Regions from separate parts of the Mus musculus genome. Here region 2 is linked to region 1. A link is a contact called in public promoter capture Hi-C data. All regions are on one chromosome and are shown on one strand. The core of a region is the stretch at or near the end of the contact, and the rest is flanking DNA. Distances in the headings are between cores, read along the strand shown. Region 1 holds the start of Tpbgl (trophoblast glycoprotein-like). Region 2 overlaps Slco2b1 (solute carrier organic anion transporter family, member 2b1).

The links. Promoter capture Hi-C pulls out the DNA fragments that hold promoters and counts their contacts.
Region 2: a contact with region 1 is called in a promoter capture Hi-C map of liver, with 2.0 times the contacts expected there. The contact joins the enhancer-like site here to the promoter of Tpbgl in region 1. A contact is called at or near these places in 10 of 39 promoter capture datasets (the 3T3-L1 cell line, 3T3-L1-derived adipocytes, HPC-7-derived erythroid cells and 5 more), 7 of 484 Hi-C or Micro-C datasets (the AML12 cell line, the G1E-ER4 cell line, cerebellum and 3 more), 5 of 115 datasets of contacts at active chromatin or transcription factors (bone marrow-derived macrophages, embryonic forebrain, embryonic stem cells and 2 more) and 4 of 9 other capture datasets (adipose tissue, embryonic stem cells, liver and 1 more).

Annotation. Positions count from the first base shown.
Region 1 is chr7:99,625,434-99,628,432 of GRCm38.p6, reverse strand. It overlaps Tpbgl (trophoblast glycoprotein-like), which reads left to right and starts at 1,330. Exons shown (of 1, transcript NM_001195529.1): 1 at 1,330-2,999. The coding sequence starts at 1,785. The coding sequence ends at 2,939.
Region 2 is chr7:99,679,295-99,682,006 of GRCm38.p6, reverse strand. All of the region lies in intron 7 of Slco2b1 (solute carrier organic anion transporter family, member 2b1), which reads left to right. Among named protein-coding and RNA genes, the nearest start is that of Gm34280, 11 kb to the left of the region's middle. Within about 2 kb of position 1,461, at least 21 of the 459 cell types and tissues checked have an H3K27ac peak or open chromatin away from gene starts, as enhancers often do. A contact at or near this core is called in adipose tissue, hepatocytes, liver and 1 more, where this site is marked.

The DNA of each region.
Region 1 (2,999 bases), core at 81-2,580:
ATGCACATCCAAGTAAGAATAAATTTGATAGACCACACATGGGCATGTGTAAGTCTGTTTGTGTAAAGTTTGCCTTTTTGTGTAGAGGCACACGTGTGTAAACTCAGGTGGCCATGTATACAGACATGTCCAGCTCTAAAAGCTACTACTGTCATCTGCTAGCATCTGGAGGTTATCATGGAGACAGGACTAGGTCAATATGAGCTGAGGGAGTCCAGCAAGATCACCAGCCTGGTCCTTAGTGTTGGTATTTGCCTGAGACCCAGGGAATGCAGGATATGCCTCAGAAAGTGGTTTCAATTTGCTGGTCGATCTTCTAAATGCAACTTCAGGGAAGAAACCAACCAGTAGTCTTCAGTTCAGGAGAAAGAGACTGACTGATGCTTATGGGGAGGAGGGGAGCCTCTATCCCAACCAGCTCTGCCAAGTAAGATACTCGAATGGCCTGCAGATCAAATGTCAGCTTCTCCAACCTGAATAATTCATGCCAAGACCAGGAATGCTCCCTCCTCTGGAGTCTGTCTCTTTAAATCAGGTCTTGAGCTTCTCAATTCTGGAGGAAAAAAAAAGTAAATAAGTAAAACCCAGAAAGAAAGAAAAACAAAACAAAACAAAACAAGCCTATTAACAGCTCAGCCCCCACCTCAGCCCTGGATTTTACCACACCCCCACCCTCCACTACAAAATCAGTTCCTGATTTTCCTGCTCCTAGAGCCCTCTCCCCAACCGGCACACCACTCAATATTGACTGGTAGGGCAATTTGGAGGGGAAGGGGCACAGTATCCTGGCAGTACTCAGTGCTGGGGCGGGGTGGGCAAGCAAAGAGCTGAATCACTCCACCCACCGCTCCCTGAGCCTAGGAGGGGCCCAGCCTGAAAGGTGGAACCAATGGGAGTGGTCTTGGCAGAGGCAGAGCAGCCTGAATTAGGGCGCGGGAGATGTGGGGACAGAGGGTGTTTTAGAACATAGAAGAGGGTCGATAAAAGACTGGACACACAGGACCTGCAGAGTTTTAGACACAGCCTAAGGGAACTGGGTTCGCAAAGGAGACATCCAAGGCTAGGGATTTTCCAGGCTCGCTCCCTTAGCACAGCTCCTTTCCTTGACTACAAGAAGAGTAACTTTGTCAGCCCACCCCTCAGCCCTGCCTCCTTTTCTAGGGACAGCTCTAAACTCTCCCACCTTCTCTGGGTGCACAGATCCACCTGCCAGGTCAGCCCTGAGGGCCCCGCCCCACGTGTGCTTCGGAGGGAGGAGGAAAGAAGCTGCCTAAACGAAGGGGGTGGGGAAAGAAGCAAGTCAGAGCTTGGGGAGCCAAACTTCTCAGCAGCTCGTGAACTAGAGAGCAGGGGAGCAAGAGAGCGCAGCGGCCCTAAGCCTGCATCTCCGGAGCCTCCCACCCCGCCTCCCTTGCGAGGAGGTGCGGAGACTCCGCTGGGGGCGGAGGAGGCGGCCAGGAGGCGGGGAGGGGGAGGCAAACCCTGCCCACTCGGCTCGGAGCCCGGAACAGCCGCGGAAGTCGGAGGCCGGAGCGCAGGGCGACGAGGGCAGCGAGGGCGGGGGGCTCCGCTCCCCGCCTGACCCCTGTAGCCCCCAGCCATCAAAGTGAAGGCTCCTCGGACTTTACAAGCTGGAGGACGGACCGGTCGGAACTGTCAGCTGCTCCGGGTCAAGGTCTAGCCCACAGCCACCTTCCCGTGCCACCCCCATCCCATCATCTCCAAACGCTCCCAATTCACTGGTGAGCGCTGCGGGCCGGGGGCTGGATGCGGGGACGGCCGCGATGGCCCCGCGCGCGGGACAGCGGGGGCTCTGGAGCCCGCTGCCAGGGCTGCTGCTCTTGGCGGCGGCGCTGAGCCGGCCCGCCGCGCCCTGTCCCTTCCAGTGTTACTGCTTCGGCAGCCCCCGGTTAATGTTGCGCTGCGCGTCGGGCGCGGAGCTCCGGCAGCCGCCCCGGGACGTGCCACCCGACGCGCGCAACCTCACCATCGTGGGCGCCAACCTGACCGTGCTGCGCGCCGCAGCCTTCGCGGGAGGGGGCGAGGGGGCGACGGACGGCGTGCGCCTACCGCTCCTTACCGCGCTGCGCCTCACACACAACAACATCGAGGTAGTAGAGGACGGTGCCTTCGACGGGTTGCCCAGCCTGGCGGCACTCGACCTAAGCCACAACCCGCTACGCGCCCTGGGCTACCGCGCCTTTCGCGGGCTGCCTGCGCTGCGCTCACTACAGCTCAATCACGCGCTGGCTCGAGGCAGCCCCGGGATGCTGGATGCACTGGACGCCGCTCTGGCCCCCCTGGCCGAGCTTCGCCTGCTGGGCTTGGTAGGCAACGCGCTGAGCCGCCTGCCACTCGCCGCGCTGCGCCTGCCCCGCCTGGAGCAGCTGGATGCGCGTGTCAACGCGCTGGCCGGCCTGGGCCCGGACGAGCTGAGCGCGCTTGAGCGCGATGGCGACCTGCCCCAGCCGCGCCTGCTGCTGGCGGACAACCCACTGAGCTGTGGGTGCACCTCGCGCCCCCTGCTGGCCTGGCTGCACAACGCCACCGAGCGCGTACCCGACGCGCGCCGCCTGCGCTGCGCTTCCCCGCGCGTACTGTTGGACCGGCCTCTGATAGACCTGGACGAGGCGCGACTAGGTTGCTCCGACGGCGATGCACACGAGAGCGGGGAAGGGATAGACGTCGCCGGCCCGGAGTTGGAAGCCTCTTACGTCTTCTTCGGGCTGGTGCTGGCACTCATCGGCCTCATCTTCCTCATGGTGCTCTACCTAAACCGCCGCGGCATCCAACGCTGGATGCACAATTTGCGCGAGGCCTGCAGAGATCAGATGGAGGGCTACCACTACCGCTACGAGCAGGATGCAGACCCACGCCGCGCGCCTGCTCCGGCCGCCCCTGCCGGCTCCCGGGCCACTTCTCCAGGCTCGGGTCTCTGAGCATCACCTCCCTAGTGGGAGGCTGTTCCTATCAGCTGATGACTTTACTTGGGCCATGCA
Region 2 (2,712 bases), core at 212-2,711, 53 kb before region 1:
TCATTATTACTGGGGTCTAAACCTCTCAGGCCTTTCACATGCAGTGGCAAGGACTCTACTACTAAGATATGTATGTCTGACCCTGGAAATGAGTCTGAAAAGTCTATTTTGACAACATAATTTCAATTTCACTCATAATTTCAATTCAATTGCTACTTTGAATGGGTACAAACTTGACTACATTATGAAGCCTTGTGCATTTTCTCTTTCCCCAACTATGTGAGCTGCTTGTTAAGACCTCAGCTTAAAAGTTAAGTAAGGTGCTTATTGCTAAGTAATTCTAATTGCAAAAGAATAATTTATTTTAAAAAAATCTTGCCAGATGTTCTTGCAGTGGCCTGGTACTTCTAGGCATGTTTATTGAAGTGCGGAAGAGGGCCTCCTTCTTAGAACAAGAAAGTTTGAGCCAGCAAGTAGACCTGAAAGGGTCATTTCTTTTTTGTCATTTTTTTTTTAAAATAGAGGGTCAATTTATTAGAATATGAGTTCAAGTCTGTCTAAGCTCCAGGACCATCTGTTCTACTGAGCCTTGTCAGCTACCTCAACCTAGGGCCAAAGACACCCCAGGTTGGGATAGCCAGCAGGGGCCAGAATCACAAAACCTTTGCTGGCTTCAAGACCCAAAGGTATGCTTGGAAGGACAGGAAGCAAGGAGTTCTCACCTGCTTTACCAGGTGCTGGGTGGACTGGACCAGGAAGAACATGGAGAGAGAGGCCACTGAGGCCTTCTTGGCCATGCTGGGGGCAGGCAGCAGAGCACTTGGGAGCAGCCAATGGGATAGGCACCGGCTCTGCTGCCCTGGGGCAGGACTTGCCCAGGATGCTTATTCTGCAGTGGTGGTTCCCAGAGACAGCGGATGACTGGGCTGACAGTGCCTGTGTTGGCTCTGGAGGCAGGGGGCGGGCTTGGAATCTCAGTTCTGCCTAGCTGGGGCCAAGATTCAAATTCCCAGAATCTGAAGTGGAGTCCTTGGAAATAGGAGTGTCACTTAGGAGGACAAGAGTCTGTGTGTCTGGTGACAGATACTCTGCGTTGGGCTCTATATTTGGAAAGAGAACAATAGGCGTGGGTAGCTGTCCACTGGACTGGGTAACAGGTCAGCCATGTGCCTCCGCAGCAAGTCACTTCCCTATGCTTGCTGCTGTGTGTGCCACATATAAGGTACAGAGGTCAGATTCCTGGAGCACTACCCAATTACCTTGGGTTCTGAGAATGTGCAGTCCTGGCTGCAGTGGTTTTTAGAGTCCGCTTTTGAGAACTATGTGCCGTGAAGCCTTGTGACATTGGTCGTGATTGTGTGCCTGTCTGGCTGTCTGTATCTACCTTGTCAGATGTGGAGTTCTGGGAGGAGGGGAGCTGAGAGGTTCTTAAGAAAAGATTGAAGGCTGAGAACATGGTGATCTGCTTCCAGCAGCTCTTGGGCAATAAATATTGATGTGGGAGGAATTGATCCTCCACCTCCACCTCCGCCTCTGCCACCGCCTCCGCCTCCTCAAAGCTTCCAGGACCAGCCAGGCCACTTGCAGTAGGGTTGGCTGGCCTGGCCCACTAGAGTCACTAGTGAAGAGCCTGGAGAAGGGGTCCCACTGGGTGATATTGGCTGCTACATGCTGCATGTGTCTCTCCTGCACAGAGGGGGATGGGTAAGGAAGAAACAGTCAAAGCCAGTCAGTTTGGGAAATCTTTTCAGACATCTCCCAGACTTAGGGCCCAGGAACCCCCTAAGTACCCTAGAAGTAAATGCAGCCATTAAAGTCAATCTCTACAAGCCAAAAGATTGTAGCACATAAAATAAGGCTTGTCTGATCATGAGTGGGTCTGGCCAATGTATCTAATGTGTGGGCAGCAGATTTGACAAGAACAGCCAGCTCTGCATATTGAGGCTGTGTCCTCTAACTTGCTCCATGCTGCTATGTTGTTTGTTCAGGAGAGTTGAAGAAGACATCCCACACACCCTGCCTAGAGGAGTGAAGGAAGCCAGGTGTGAGGAGACACGGGTGCCTGAATGGCGGCTCAGCCATGAGGCCTCTGCAGGGTCTCTTAAGGGCTCTCTGACAGATCATTTCTGGGTGTATTGTGCCTTGGGTGGTGGGGTACCCCACCCGGTACTTCTCCAGTGTTCACTGGCTCCTCTGAGAACCTGTTCTTAGAGCTGAGCCAGGAGATGGAAGAGGCCTGGCCACCTGCTTCCTGACAGGCCTTTTGCCTCTTGAATCAAGCATGATGGCCATGGCCAGCCTCTGAGAGCCGGTGGGCGCCATGGTCTTCTGTTGGCTCTGTTACTCCTAGAATAATTCCAATACGCCATTGGTCTTGCCTTAGTGCTCTGCTTCTTTGTTTGTTGTTGACTAGGCAGAGTTTAATTCTTTAGACACATGGGCCTCAATCTGGGCTAGCCTAGGATTTACTTTGTAGCTCAAGCTGATCTCAAATTCGTGGCGATCCTCCTGCCTCACCCTCCCAAGTGCTAGACTGACAAGTATGAGCTATGGCACCTAGCTAAAGTTCAAATAGCTGGATATTTTTAAGTACTTCTTTTCTAGAATCAGAGAAGTGTGTGTGTGTGTGTGTGTGTGTGTGTGTGTGTGTGTGGTGCCTATGTATGTGTTTGTGTGCCTCTGCATGTGTGTTCTTATCTATGTGGCCTATGAAAGCATATATGTGTTTGTGCCTGTGCATGTATGTGCACATGAACATCTGTGTGTGCCTGC